Regions from separate parts of the Mus musculus genome. Here regions 2 and 3 are each linked to region 1. Evidence: chromatin contacts called from public HiChIP or PLAC-seq data. All regions are on one chromosome and are shown on one strand. Each heading gives the region's core, a stretch centred on a gene start, on an enhancer-like site or on the middle of the called end of the contact. The rest is flanking DNA. Distances are from core to core; before and after follow the strand shown.

Evidence for each region. HiChIP or PLAC-seq counts read pairs in DNA pulled down with a chosen protein or histone mark.
Region 2: an H3K4me3 HiChIP or PLAC-seq map of the 230-238 cell line shows a contact between it and region 1, with 15 read pairs. The contact joins the enhancer-like site here to the promoter of Tmem245 in region 1. A contact is called at or near these places in 1 of 484 Hi-C or Micro-C datasets (brown adipocytes), 2 of 115 datasets of contacts at active chromatin or transcription factors (the 230-238 cell line and embryonic stem cells) and 2 of 9 other capture datasets (liver and pancreatic islet).
Region 3: a FOXA1 HiChIP or PLAC-seq map of pancreatic cancer cells shows a contact between it and region 1. The contact joins the enhancer-like site here to the promoter of Tmem245 in region 1. A contact is called at or near these places in 2 of 39 promoter capture datasets (frontonasal cranial neural crest and maxillary cranial neural crest), 3 of 115 datasets of contacts at active chromatin or transcription factors (embryonic stem cells and pancreatic cancer cells) and 1 of 9 other capture datasets (embryonic stem cells).

What each region holds. Positions count from the first base shown.
Region 1 is chr4:56,945,790-56,950,588 of GRCm38.p6, forward strand. It overlaps Tmem245 (transmembrane protein 245), which reads right to left and starts at 1,640. Exons shown (of 18, transcript NM_001369260.1): 1 at 1,056-1,640. The coding sequence starts at 1,622.
Region 2 is chr4:57,120,303-57,124,829 of GRCm38.p6, forward strand. All of the region lies in intron 1 of Epb41l4b (erythrocyte membrane protein band 4.1 like 4b), which reads right to left. Among named protein-coding and RNA genes, the nearest start is that of Epb41l4b, 21 kb to the right of the region's middle. Within about 2 kb of position 2,954, at least 25 of the 459 cell types and tissues checked have an H3K27ac peak or open chromatin away from gene starts, as enhancers often do. A contact at or near this core is called in the 230-238 cell line, liver and pancreatic islet, where this site is marked.
Region 3 is chr4:57,200,458-57,204,666 of GRCm38.p6, forward strand. All of the region lies in intron 22 of Ptpn3 (protein tyrosine phosphatase, non-receptor type 3), which reads right to left. Among named protein-coding and RNA genes, the nearest start is that of Gm12530, 30 kb to the left of the region's middle. Within about 2 kb of position 2,429, at least 104 of the 459 cell types and tissues checked have an H3K27ac peak or open chromatin away from gene starts, as enhancers often do. A contact at or near this core is called in embryonic stem cells and pancreatic cancer cells, where this site is marked.

The sequences.
Region 1 (4,799 bases), core at 390-2,889:
TTTAACTTAAGAGTAAACAACAGGAGCGGAGCTACAGCTCAGTATCTACAGCACAAGCCCACTAACACTTGGGTTTGGTCCCCAGCACAAACAGATTTGACAGCCACAGATTTGACAGTAAGCTATTCATCTTTAAGGCGGTCACACTAACTGAACCTGTGGCCCACAACTGTGAGAAGTGTACACTTACCTCTGTGTATGTCTGTTCCATTAGGATATGCTAATTTATGAGGCTGAAGGTACAACTCAGTAGCACACATGACACCCCCAGCACCACCACCCCCGCAAAAGTACTCCTATACACCCCGAAGAAAAGTACCTGACAATGTCTTCAATCAACTTTAAACAAGAACCAAGAGATGACCTCATGATCCTGGGACCAATTAGCAATCTACCTTTGGCAAGTTTAAACCTGCTCTAGCAAAGAAAGGCAATTACTTTGTAACGTTAATAATCTCAGGGCATATTCACTTTTTCAGTAACAAAGTGAATAAAGGTGAAATAGTATGGGGTGTATACACGCTAGATCTCGCGCTGTCTAGGATCTCGCTATTCCAGCGTTGCATTCTTAGCCCCTGTGGTAGTTTACCAACCAACATTCTTAAGATTCTTAAGCATTAAATAACCACTTCACTTTAACCTTGCCCGATAAATATGTGAACTAACCAGCCTGCGACGTAGTCTGAGTCAGGAATTCGCCTCTAAGATTATCTTTGCGATTCCTTCCAATTCTGAAGTTCCTCGATTGACACCTGGTATCTCTCTCCTTTAACGCAGTCCATTGCTAACGTAGACCGGGTCGCAATGGCCCCCACATAAGTAATACAGTTCTCGAAAGCGCCCAGAGTCACACACAAACTAGGGTGAAAGAACTGAACTCAGCCAAAGGACCTTTTCCCTAGCGGAGGGCGGGTTTCAAATCACACCCGCCTCTCTGGAAGGAAGCGCGCCAAGTCCCTCGGCCGTGGGAAGGCGCTCACTGGAGGACCTTTGGCCGCCTTGTCGCGGCGTCCCGGGTCCCGCCAACCTCGCACGCACTCCCCCATCTCACTCACCCACAGGCTGCTGAAGTAGTCGAGGCCGCGGCAGATGAGCGCGCCCGCGTGCGCCAGCAGCACCTGCACGCCCAGGTAGCTGCCCAGGCAGTAGAGCCCATAGAGCAGCGGGCCGCCCGCTCCCAGCAGCAGCAACAGGCGGCGGCGGCGCAGCGCCTGCTCGCCCAGCGCCTCCACGCCGTAGTCGGCGAAGCAGAGCGGCAGCAGCAGCGCGGCCAGCACGATGGGCGTGTGCGCGCGGTGCAGGCGCCGCAGCCACAGGCGGCCCAGGCGCGTGAGCGAGCTCTTGAACGGGTGCAGGAAAGTGCCGCACAGCACGGCCCAGAGCAGCGGCCGCAGGAAGGCCTCGAGGATGAAGTACACGAGCACCGCGGCGCCGCAGCACAGGCACACGAACAGCACGGCGCCCGTGTTGTAGAAAGCCTGCTTGATGGGCTTATCGAAGCGCAGCGCCAGCGCCGCGGTACGCGGGGTCTCGCCCGGCCCGACCGTGCGCGGGGCCCGGGACTCTGGCCGGGGAGAGCCCCGCGGGCTGGGCGCCTCAGCAGGGCCGCCGCGGTCGGCCATCGCGCCTCTGCCTGGACCGAGGGGCGGGGCTGCGAGCGGGGGAGGAACGCGAGGCGGAGGAGGGCGGTGCAGCGAGGATTTGTGGGTTTTGTAGTTCCCAGCGTGCGGTGGAGCATGCGCCAGAACCTAAGGAAACTACAACTCCCAAGAGGCTGAACGCAAATGCCTCCGCCCTTGGGCCCAATGGTCCCACAGGGACCAGGTAACAAGTTTTGAGGGGGTCCAAGAAAATGGGGTTGGGAGCGGGGGCGGATACTTTAATTGATGTCAACTTTTCCGGAGACAGGATCTCAAAAGAGACTCAGAGATGGAAAACACAAGCTGTATGTCTAAAAACACTGATGCACAGACTTAGTTTAACTGATTTATTTAATAAATACTTATTTTTAATCGTGTGTATGTAACATGTGTGGGTGACCAAAGAAGCCAGAAGTGTCTAATCCCCACAGACAGAGTTACAGGAGGTTGTGAACAGCCTTATTTGGATGCTGGGAATAGACCTCAGGTCCTTTGGAAGAATAATACACACTCTTAAACACGTTTTAAAGTGTTCTCTTATGTATATGACAGGGTTTTAAGTAGCTATTGCCTGGTCTAGGTGCTTGGCTCCTACCAACTCATTTTATCTTTAGAACACCCCTACAGAGATGCTACTAGTCTTGTTTTGTAGAAAACAAGGGGCGCAGAGAAATTAAGTACCTGGCCTCGTACAGCTTCCAAGTAGGTGAAGCAGGTTAACACTGTGGACGCTTATTCTGTAGTTTTTCTGTCTATGCTAACTGAACTGAACAGGGGATCCTGTTAGGAGCCCTTTGATAGTATCTATTGAAAGGCTATGGGTGTAGATCAGTGGTAAACTGTGTGATTGTCCCATTTAATTCAACACGGGTAGATACAAACATGAAGACTGACTTCAGGAAAACGATATTAAAACGGTGTATATATACCGAGCTTCACACATGTCTTCCTAAGCGTGTAAGCCCTTCCACTCTCTCTCTGAGGGCCGCGGAGAAATGCCCTATTTCCTCCCATCCCTGCTAATTTACCTCTGAGCTCCACCTCTTCCTCCAGCTGGGTAGAATACTATTCACACAAGGCAAGCCTTGCCTTCCTCACTTCCTAGATTCCTAATGGATGACACCTGGGTTACAGCAGCAGCTGAAATGTTACAGACTCTGTAATCATGGCTGAATTTCTAGGGAACTTTTCTTATACTCACATGTAAAGTTCCTTAGAGAACCATAATGTGCTGTGACTATTAACCTTTTGTGCCTCATACAGATTTAGGAGCCTCAGTATGGGAGCAATCTAAATACCTCAGAATACCTATAGCAGAATGTTAAACAGCCACTCTTTGCTTTTAGTACCTGGGGGGTCAGGTCAGCAAAGCTCCCCACTGCAATGCTCTCTCTGGCAAGGGATAATGGAAATCAGAGTTCTTACTACAGGGTGCTTGTGGAAAAAGAACAAGCCCTGAGCAGTGCGGGGGTTCTTCCGCCCTAAGGAAAAAGTGTTGGGATCCAAGCCTGCTTCCTATAAAATACAGTGAAGAGGATTTTTATTTGGGAAAGAGACAGAAGGAAGAGATATAAGTGGAGAGAGGGAGGAAGGGAAAAAGAGAGAGCTGGCCTTTACATCTTTATGGAGTACGCAGTGTGGGAGGAGTCCACCATAAGAGATAGCTATTTCCTGTTCTCAGTAAACTTTCATATTACTTTCAGCGTGTCTTCTCTTTCTGTTCTAATATAAATATGGTAGTTTCCATATGAAGAAACATTGCTAACTATGTCCTGGATGTAAAAGGCGGGGGTGGGGAAGGAAAAGGAATTCCTTTCTCCTTTCCATCTTGCTCATAGGTCTGGGGTCTTTGAAGTCTCAGTCAGCAAATGTTTGTGTCAGTTGTATAAACATTTTACTGAGCTATGTAACTGCTTTGTTCAGACCCCCTGATATCACCATCGCAAATTATAGTCAGATTTGCTGTCAGTGCACATATTCATTGACTTGAGCTGCTCTTTATATAACAAGGCGTCACCTTCATAGCTAAAACCTTTTGGGAATGGGAGGTGCTTGACACGTGCTCAGAGCTGTGAGTCAGCACCGAACACCCATGCTACCCGGGGGCTCAAAGCTCAGAGTCCAGGGCCCAGCATAAGATGGGCAGTGCTTCTGACGTTCCATCCTTCAAACTTCTAATCCCTGTAAAGCCAAAGCAGAGTGCAGGAAGAGCTTAGAGAATCTGTGCCTTTTGTCACTCAAGCCAGTCACTTGTACCCAACAGCAAAGCCTCCTCCGTGGGTGGCTACTTCCGGTCTGGCTTCCTGTCTCCTAACAAAAAGGGCTCAAAGTGCATCCAAATGATCCCTCAAGCCGGCAAATCTCTCAACTACAAAACCTAAGTTCCTGTAAACAATAAGTCACATAGCAAACTCTTTACCAAAGGGTACAAGGCCTGTGAGTGTTGCCTGAATTGTGTTGGGGCCCCAGCTCAGCAAATGGAAGAGATTCTGTCATCCTACTATACTCTGTTCCCAAGTCTCAATGAAAAGGGAACTTGCTGCACCTTTCAAAAGGGTTCTAACGGCCAAAGAGAACTGACAGGCATCGGGTAGAATTTGCAGTGAAGAAAAGAACTCTAATAGAAGAGAAACTGAGGTGTTATAAACTGAGAAGTATTTGTATGGCCTCCTGTAATACTCTGGGTTGGTTGGTTTTCACCTCCCATAGGACTCAGCATGCTGCTGTCAAAGTTGCTGGTTGATGTATCTTTCTTCCTACAGAGCTCCTACGGAGCAGGGACTGGGTCTGCTCCAGTTCTGTGTGTCTATGACCTGGCACAGCCAAGGATATTCATGATCCGGAGTAAGAGCTCAAAACGTACCAAGCAAGAGAATGAATGTGTGCTTTCATTTCCCAACGGCCGGTCTGTGCTTCCTGCATGATCCTGAGACTTTCAAACACACATCTGGTTGCCAGGAGAGTCAAAGGACTGAGCTGTAGGACTCTTGCGTTGCAGAGCTGGGAGACAAGGCGAGAGATAAAGGCCACACCTGTGTGGAAGATGCTGCACCGCTGAAAACTTGACTACAACTTCATAATTGTGGAGAGTTAACACTGCAGATTCAGAGCCAAATTATCTTGGCTGTTTTTATAGTCCCCTTAATGGCCACTCATTGC
Region 2 (4,527 bases), core at 1,704-4,203, 180 kb after region 1:
GCTATCATGGTGAGCCCTAACCCATCCGTGTCTATAGAGAGCAGTCAGGCTGGTAAGATGGCTCATTAAATAAAGGTGCTTACTGTCAGACATGGTGACCTGAGTTCAGTCCCAGAACCTACATGGTAGAAGGAGAGAACTTATTCCCAATGTTGTCCTCTGACCGCCAAGTTTGCCCCCCTCCCCCTGTGGTGTGCATACCACACACACATTAAACACGTGCGAAAAAAAAGAAGAAAAGAGTAGAGAACAAGACAGGACAGGACAGGACAGGGCACAGAGAGACACAAGGGATGAAGATGCTCTGAGGAAAGTCCACCAGAAGACAGGGAAAGGGCAACAGGGGTAGCCATCCCCACCCAAGAAAAGCAGTGCTACCAGCACTGTGGTCTTAGCTCCATCACCAGAATGAAGAGTGCAGACTTCCCTGTTTAATGTTCCCAGCAGGTGGCACACTGCTTCAGTCTCTCTAGCCAACTGAGGGAGGGAGGGAGGGAGGGAGGGACGGGGCTTCCAGTTAGAGAAGGTTGGCCTCTAGGTCCCAAGGCCTACAGCCAGCAGAGTCAGACTCAGACCCTGCGCCTTGTAAGTTTGCTTCATCTGTAAAATGAAGCCTGTGCTGCCAAGGGGAGTTGGGGCAAAAATGAGGAAGCACACTCAGCACTGTCCCTGCTCCATGGGGGAGCGAGAACAGTGTCCAGGACCTCTCTACCCACCCCACTGTAAGCAAGGCCCTTCACTGCATGGCAGCCCTTAGGCGCTGGTGCTGAAGACAACAGTACACACAATGCCTACCCCTTAGGTCTCTGACACTCTGTAAACAAGAATGACACCAATTGTTACACTCAGAGTAATTACACTGTGTGTGTGTGTGTGTGTGTGTGTGTGTGTGTGTGTGTGTGTAAACAGCTCTAAAGGTTAATGAAGAGAAAAGTCAAGGAAACTTTTCCTTTAATACCACCTGTATTTCCAAAAGTCCTAAGACTATAACTGGGGCATCTTTATCCATTCATCGGATGCAGGCACACATAAACGAAGCTGGTTTTAAAGATGGGTTTTAACTTTTGATCTTTCTTTTTTGGGGGCGGGGTGGTGACTCCATAATTTTGTTGTTCATGCTATTTGGGGCCTTAGGGGGTGGTTTTTGTTTTTGTTTTTAATGCAGGGGCTAGAAAGGTGGCTCAGCTGTTAAGAGCACTTGTTGCTCTTGCGGAGGACCCAGATTCAGTCCCTAGCACCTACATAGCAGCTGGCAACTTCTTGTGACTCCAGCTGTAGAGCATCCTCTACCCTCTCTGGCTTCCAAAGCCACCGGCTACACATGTGGTGTACTTCCACACAGCCAAACACATAAAATAAGAATAAATAAATAAATCTTAAAAAAAAAAGTAGCCACGTATGGTTTAATCCTTTAATCCTAGCACTCAGGAGGCAGAGGCAGGTGGATCTCTTATGAGTTCAAGGCCCATCTGGTGTACGATGTAAGTTCCAGGTCAGCCAGGGCTACAGAGGGACAGCTTGTTTCAAACAAACAAACAAACAAACCAACAACAAAAACAAAAAGAGGAGAAGTCACTGCCTGTCTGCAGGGAGGCGGGAGGAGCTAGGCATGAAGCTTAGTGTCCAGTGGCCGAGCACAGAGGAGAAGCTCATACAGGTTCACATGGAGAAAAGGAAGGTGTGGGACTCAGTCTCCCCTCAGGTTTGGGTCTGCAAGAGAGGCATCAAAATGTCTCCCCAGGCATATGGTTTGCAGTTAACGTGAGCTGCTGTGATTAAGGCCTTGGCTGTAAGTCCACCATACCAAAGTGTGCTTTGCCCAGCCATTAAGTGGGGGGAAATACAGCCCACTCACATATGCATTTTTGTGAGGGACAATGGAATGCCAAGCAGGCCAGGAACTTGAACCAGGACTATTGTGAAATGTTCCTTTAAAATAGAATGCACATGTAGGAAATTATTTACAGAACCAAACACCTAAGAACAAATATAGTAACTGCCCAGGTTGGTCATAAACTAACCTCAACTTCCACTAGCTGGGGCAGAACACACCTGGAAAGGCACGAGTCCCCAAGGCTCTGGCACCAAACCAGACTTGAACCAGTCCCAATCCCATGCCTTCTAAGAAACTTAGAGTGTGCAAAGGAAGGGGAACATCGATAACAGGGTTGTCACACATTCTGAGCAACTTCTAATGGATGCTGCAGAGACCAAAAATTGATCACCAAGGGATGGGACGGGCTCACCACTCTGAGGCAAGGCAGAGTACATATCACGTTTTCCCAGTGTTTGATGAAAATCTAGAAATACAAATTTTTATATAAAATGGTTAGTATTGTTTTAAGACCTTGCTTAGACCTTTAGTTGCCTTAAAAAAAAAAAAGACTCAAGTGTGACATCCATAGAAAATGGACAGGTCCAGTTAAGGCACTCCCCAGTGTAGACAGCCTGGGAAGCCACCCTCTAGGACTTTCCCCAGTTTAACTTCGACCTGCTGGAGGCTTCCTTGTGCCTCTTCACAGGTTTCGTCCCTTCCTTCCTTCCTTCCTTCCCTCAGCACCACAGATTTATTGTGTCTGCTTTGAAGCCCATACCTAGAGAATCACAGGGTGTTTATCTTTCACTGGAGTGCAAGTGCGGGGAGAGCACCCTGGACTCCCAGCCCGGCCTGCATCCGTGAACAAAGGCACAGGTGGCACTTTACAATTGCAGAAGGAAGAGAAATGAGATCCAGTGAATTCCCCCTTTGTGTGCTCACCCACAGAAGAGAAAGACCTGGGACAGAGAACAGGGAGGAGATAAGGAGACTCGACGATGGGTGGCTCAGCGGTCAAAGTCGGCGGAAGGGAGGGTCTGTTTCCTGATAACAGGGATGGGCAAAAGACTGGCCAGTGCCAGAGGACAGTGGGAGAAGCCAAGGTTCTCAGTGCCCAGGAAAGCAGGAAACAAGCAAACGCAGATGACAGCCAGGAAGACTCGGAACAGCAGACAGGTTTCCAGGAAGGCGGGGTCAACAGAGGACTGGAGAGGCTGTTTATTTTACAGCTCCCCACCGGCTTTTCCGTGTTTGTCTTCCCTGCTCACTAGCCCACGGCCACCCTTAGGGATGCTGTGTTTTCCCTTTCTTAATCAACTGCCTCTATTTACACCACACACACAAAAAATTTACATCATGGCCAGTCTCAGACAAAAGGTCAATGGAATATAGACACCTGTCCCCTTGGCTTTAGCCATGGTCACTGTTCCATGCCATCTTTTCCTCCCCTGGCCCTTCACTGATTTAAAAGAATTCTTTGGGACGAATTCTAAGAATTCTAAGTAGTGTTTCTATAGAAATGCACACATCTGAGCTGTGTGACAGATGGAAACATCTGTGTGACCCTCCCTCCTCCATCTACCAGAGGCAGCAGCTATTCTGACTTGCTTCCTCCACAGATGAGTTCTGCCCATTCAGACCCGCATATAAATGGAAGCACAGGCTCCCCTTTCCAGTGAGGTTAATTGCACTCAGTATCACGGGCATGAATACCAAAATGCATCTTCACAATTCATTTTGAGCTTGGCACAGTGGTACACACCAGGCGCGGAGGCTGAGGCAGGATGACCACTTGGGCCCAGGAATTCCAGGCCTGCCTGGGCAACACAATGATATTTATGTCCTATTTTTAAAAAGAAAGAAAGAAAGAAAGAAAGAAAGAGAGAGAGAGAGAGAGAGAGAGAGAGAGAGAGAGAGAGAGGAGGGAAAGGGAGGGAGGGAGGGAGGGAGGGAGGGAGGGAGGGAGGGAGGAGGGAAAGGGAGGGAGGGAAGGGGGGAGGGAGGGAGGGAGAGAGGGAGAGAGAAAGAAAGGGAGAAAGAAAGAAAGAAAGAAAGAAAGAAAGAAAGAAAGAAAGAAAGGAAGGAAGGAAGGAAGGAAGGAAGGAAGGAAGGAAGGAAGAAAGAAAGAAAGAAAGAAAGAAAGAAAGAAAGAAAGAAAGAAAGAAAGAAAGAAAGAAAGAAAGAGAGAGAAAGAAAAAACAAAAGGAAGACAAGATGGAGCTTAAGCCAAGCTGGCATCTACATGTCTCTGTCACCTCTCCTGTACTTACCTCTATAAATACCTAGGAAGCCTTGAAATCCGTGTTTCAGAGAAGTCTAATCCCCACTGGGACTCAGAGGCATGGCTCTTAATGAACTGCTAGAGCCAGGCTGTCTTCCCTGTGTCTATGTCACAGACTCCAGTTTCTGTTCCTGCTGTGTCCACAGCATCTGTCCCAGTGCTCTGACAGAGCTGGCTTCTGCCATCCTCAGAAAAGCAAGGTGGCCTCTCATGGTCTCTTTCTCCCCTCCTGTGTTGTGTCTCAGCAATTCATGGTAAAACTATATAAAACCCAAAGCGTTCTCTGCAATCGTGGAAGGCACCATTTCTCACTAACTTGCCAGTAATTTGGGGAAATATACCCCTCTCATTCAGTCTTGACTCTGTCTGGTACCTGGCTTGATTCTGTGTACACGGCACCATTCGACAAATGCCTGCACGCTTTTTCTCT
Region 3 (4,209 bases), core at 1,179-3,678, 260 kb after region 1:
AGGTTGCAGAAGGACAAGGACCACTATAGCTGGCTGGTGGGCCATAGGCTACAGGCTACAGGTGGTCCATAAGGACTCAGAATGCTGTCTCCACAAGGATGCAGTCACAGGTTGACTCTTTTCTTACAGTCCCAGCCATCTGATCACTCTGAGACAAGGGGTGGGGAAGGAAGGATGCCACTGAATGACTTTGGAAAGGAAGAGCTCTAGGGAACCAGCAGATCATGCTGAAGGCTGAGCTTTTGGTTGAGGAAGACTGCTGTTTCAGGAAGATGCATCGGACGGGGTTGTGGGAGAGGAGAGCCGTGGGCCCAAGCAAGAAGGCTGTATCATCAGCACTTGATTTCTTGCTAACTTAGTTGGTCAACAAGCATCCCTGGGGAGGGTTGGATGAGTCAGAGACATTAGGGCATTATCTAGCCTCTGGATGCTTTCCAATCCAGCCAAAGTAATGCAGGAAGAAAGAACAGACACGGGTGGGGGCAGGTGAGGCAGGAGTGGACAGAGTAGGAAGGGCGTTCAGACTGAAGGTGTATGACAGACGATGCAAGGACAGATCATTCAAGCCAAAGAAAAGGAGGCAGAATGTGAAGGGTCTCCTGGGCACCTAGGGGACAAAAGACCACTCAGCAGAGCCACACAAAGGATACAAGTTGGTCTGGGACCATGCAACATTCTGCTCTGTGCATCTATAAGCCATACAGGGCATACAGGGCAGGGCAGGAAATGCTGGACCAACCAACCCTCTGGCAAGGCCCAGCTGAAGGAAATGTGAATGGACTAGTGTATGAAAACTGGACGACTGAGCTGCTGCTTTTGCCGTGGGAGACAAAGAGGAAGGTTCTGGGATTAGGCAGGGACAAGAGGGACACAGTGGGCGTCATGTGTGCCAATGGCATTAAACAGTGAGTGGATGAACTGAAGAGAAAGGAGAGCTAAGACCTGCTCCAGATGGCTGGCATAAGTACTTAAGTGGATGTGTGCCTGTGGCTCAGACGTGGGCTCATGTAGCTGGGCTGCATATGTGCACATGTGTGCACACGAGGGGCTAGGGTGGTGGCTTTGGGATCCTCTTACAGGACAGCACTAGGTAGATGTGTCCAAGCAGAAAGCAAACAGCTGGACTTGGGGTCGAACCTTCCAGGAGGACACCGAAGGGCACCAGGAAACTAACCAGATTCAGAAATAAGTTCCACGGGGAGGGAGCCATCCATCTAACCTACCTGTGCACCTTCTCAAGCACATAGAGAGCAGGAAGGAGGTCTGTGCTACCCCAGACCTCTTCTTGGTAGCCTCATGGTAGTCGTGGGCTTTACTGCTTGCTACTCAGAGCAAACCCACTGCCTCTGGTCCAGCGAGACAGTGGGACTCTGGGAGCCTAGTCCCTAGAAATTCATCCCAGTACTCAGAACCACCCAAGAGATATAGGCATTGTGCTTTGTGGCGGCGTGGGAACTGGAGCCTTACAGTCCTATTCAAAGCCTGTGCGTCAACTGACTGGTGGGATGGAAAGGAAGATTATACACATTATTCATGTGTAGGTATAAAATATAGCTCCTCCAAAGGCAGGGGGTGGGGTGGGATGGGGTCAGACATCTGATAGAAGGCACTGGCTTTCCCAACTGAAAAGCGATCCATCTAAGAAGAAACCCCCATGTAGTCGACAGAGAACCTAACCAAAATAAGGACCTGGGTCAGTGACCCTGCAGGCTCTGCAGACTCTTCAGGGGGCTGGCTCCCTACGACTCAGGGCAGCACAGGAAGGGCACTGGACTCTAGTGTGAGCCTACTGGGAGACCCACTTAGGGCATGGCATAGGGGCAACAAACAGGACGTCCTGGAAAGTTGATCTTACATCAAAGGAGGGGCAAAGCCATTCACCTGGAATGACTGAGTCGGAAGTGGGCGTGGACTGGGGCTGAGGAGAGAGGGCACAGGTCACCGGAAAATCTGTAACCGGAGAGGGAAGCAGGCACCCGGGATTTTTGAAGAACAGGTTTCTAAAATGTTGGCAGGGCCAGAGATGCTGAAGGGATGGGCAGGCCTCATGGGAACTCTCAAATGCATGATGAAGTTACAGTAAGAAGAAAAGACTGGGAAACAGAGAAACAGGCTGGGTCACAAGGAGAACTCAGATGACAGGAAAGAGCGGCTGCAGCCGGGAGCTGGAGAGGCAGGCCCTGGAAGAGCAATGGATGAGGGTAAGGTTTCTCGTAAAAAGCTTTTCTTCCCTGACCTGGAACAAGCAAATCAAGGGAAGTTGGGGTTGCCACTGGGCAGCGAATCTGTCACCTGCATTCCTTCAGGGGCACCCTGTTCTGAAAAGAATGACTGTCTAACTGGAAAGGGGAGAGTGAACTATCAAACAGCAAGCAGCCTGACACCAGCAAGCCAGCCTTGGTGCTGAGTCACTGGGTGGATTCGGGTGTCAGCTCTGAAGAATTGCATCGTGAGCTCCAAGACCTCAGGGGACAGCAGAGAGTCAGCTCCACACACTGCTCCTGAGGAAATGTGATGTTTGAGCACCGAAGTTTCAGAATACAAGGCCGAGTAAAGGCAGACAGAGCACAGAATATCTGTGACCAATAACACACTAGAATCAGAGACTGCCAGATATGGGGACAGATTCTTTTTTTTTTTGTGCATGTCAAGTGACTCACTGTGTCACCAAGGAAGCCTGCGCCTGGGTCTAGGGCCACTTGAACATTCCAAACCTGACACTTGTGATCTGTTTTCACAACACAGACCAGGGAACGAGATCAGTGTTGCTGGCCTCAGGGGCAGGGCTTAGGAGAGAAGAACACCTGGGCTTTCCGAACAAGGTTTTACATTTGTTTTGTTGGTGCACTTTGAGAAAAAGAAGTCTCAATGTAGCTGACGTTGGCCTTGAACTCCTGATCCCTGTACTTCTTTCTGCCTTTCAAGTGCTGGCTTACAGGTGTTTGCCATCGTGCTTGGCTCTGTTTAGCTCTTTTTGAGACTTTTACACATACTTTTACCTTTGGCAAACGATACTGGATTTATGTCTAAGAAACACTAAGAAAATAAACGTTAATAACACTAAAGCAAAAAAAAAAAAGTTAGTATGAAGAAACTAAAACTATGAAACAAATGCAGTCATTAAGGTATATCCAAATTGATGCTATTGGGACTGCTGGCTAACATGTGTACAGCATTAATGGTGATCACTTGGGTGTGACAGCACATGTGTTCTCTTCTAGCACCTGAGAGGACTGAGACAGGAGGATTAACATCAGCTTGGTGTATAGAGTAAAACTCATTCCCCCCAAACAAAACAAAATCCACACAAATAATAGCAATAACAACAACAAAATGAACATGTACCAAGCACTCTTCAGAGGCTTCCCGTAGCAGCCAGCTCAGTGCCCCACAGCCCTGAGAAATGGGTGATATTTTTCTTAATCACACAGGTAGAAGGGACAGCGGGGACTGACCCTGGCTGGCTGGCTGGCGGGTCCACCTTCTTACTCACAATGCCAAGTAACCTGATTGATGGACGGAGGCACTTTAGGAAAACAGAGGGTGCAGTCCTGTGAGCTAGCTTAGGGAGCTGGGAGTCTCTAAGTTCAAAACAGGGCCCAGCAACTCCACCTCTTATTCAAACAAAACCAGAGAAGAATGAGGCTTTCAGACAAAGATCCGAGCTGAGCTGGAGAGCATGGGAATTCCAGCTGCACTGCAGACAGTCTCTCACGATGAGGGGGTAGGCAAGATGGGAACCGGGGAGGTAAGAACAGATGCTAGGATTAGCAGGCACCCTTCGAAGCATCCTCTCAGTGCCTCAGAGAACCAGCATTCAGGAAGAGATTTCTGCTGTCCCTTGGGCACTACAGTTTTCTATCCTGATTTGTGGGATGAGAAGAGACTCTGGCTAATCTGTGAGTGACAAGAAGCTGGGAGTCAAGGCTACAGCAGAGAAGCGAGGCATCTGAAAGCGCTAAACTCCAACGATGATGATGATGACGTTTGGGGGACACTGGAAACCCGTAGTCCTCTGAGCTCATTATATATACTTTCCAGCTTTCCCCAGTCCTCCCAATGTGGTGGGCGCTGTTACCATCTCTACTACACATTCAAGAAAGTGATTCAGACAGCCTAATAACTTACTCAGGAGGAACTATGTTGTCAGCCCAGTCCAGCCCAGTGTTGGATAAAGATGCCAGGAGCCAAGGGCATGTATATCAGAGG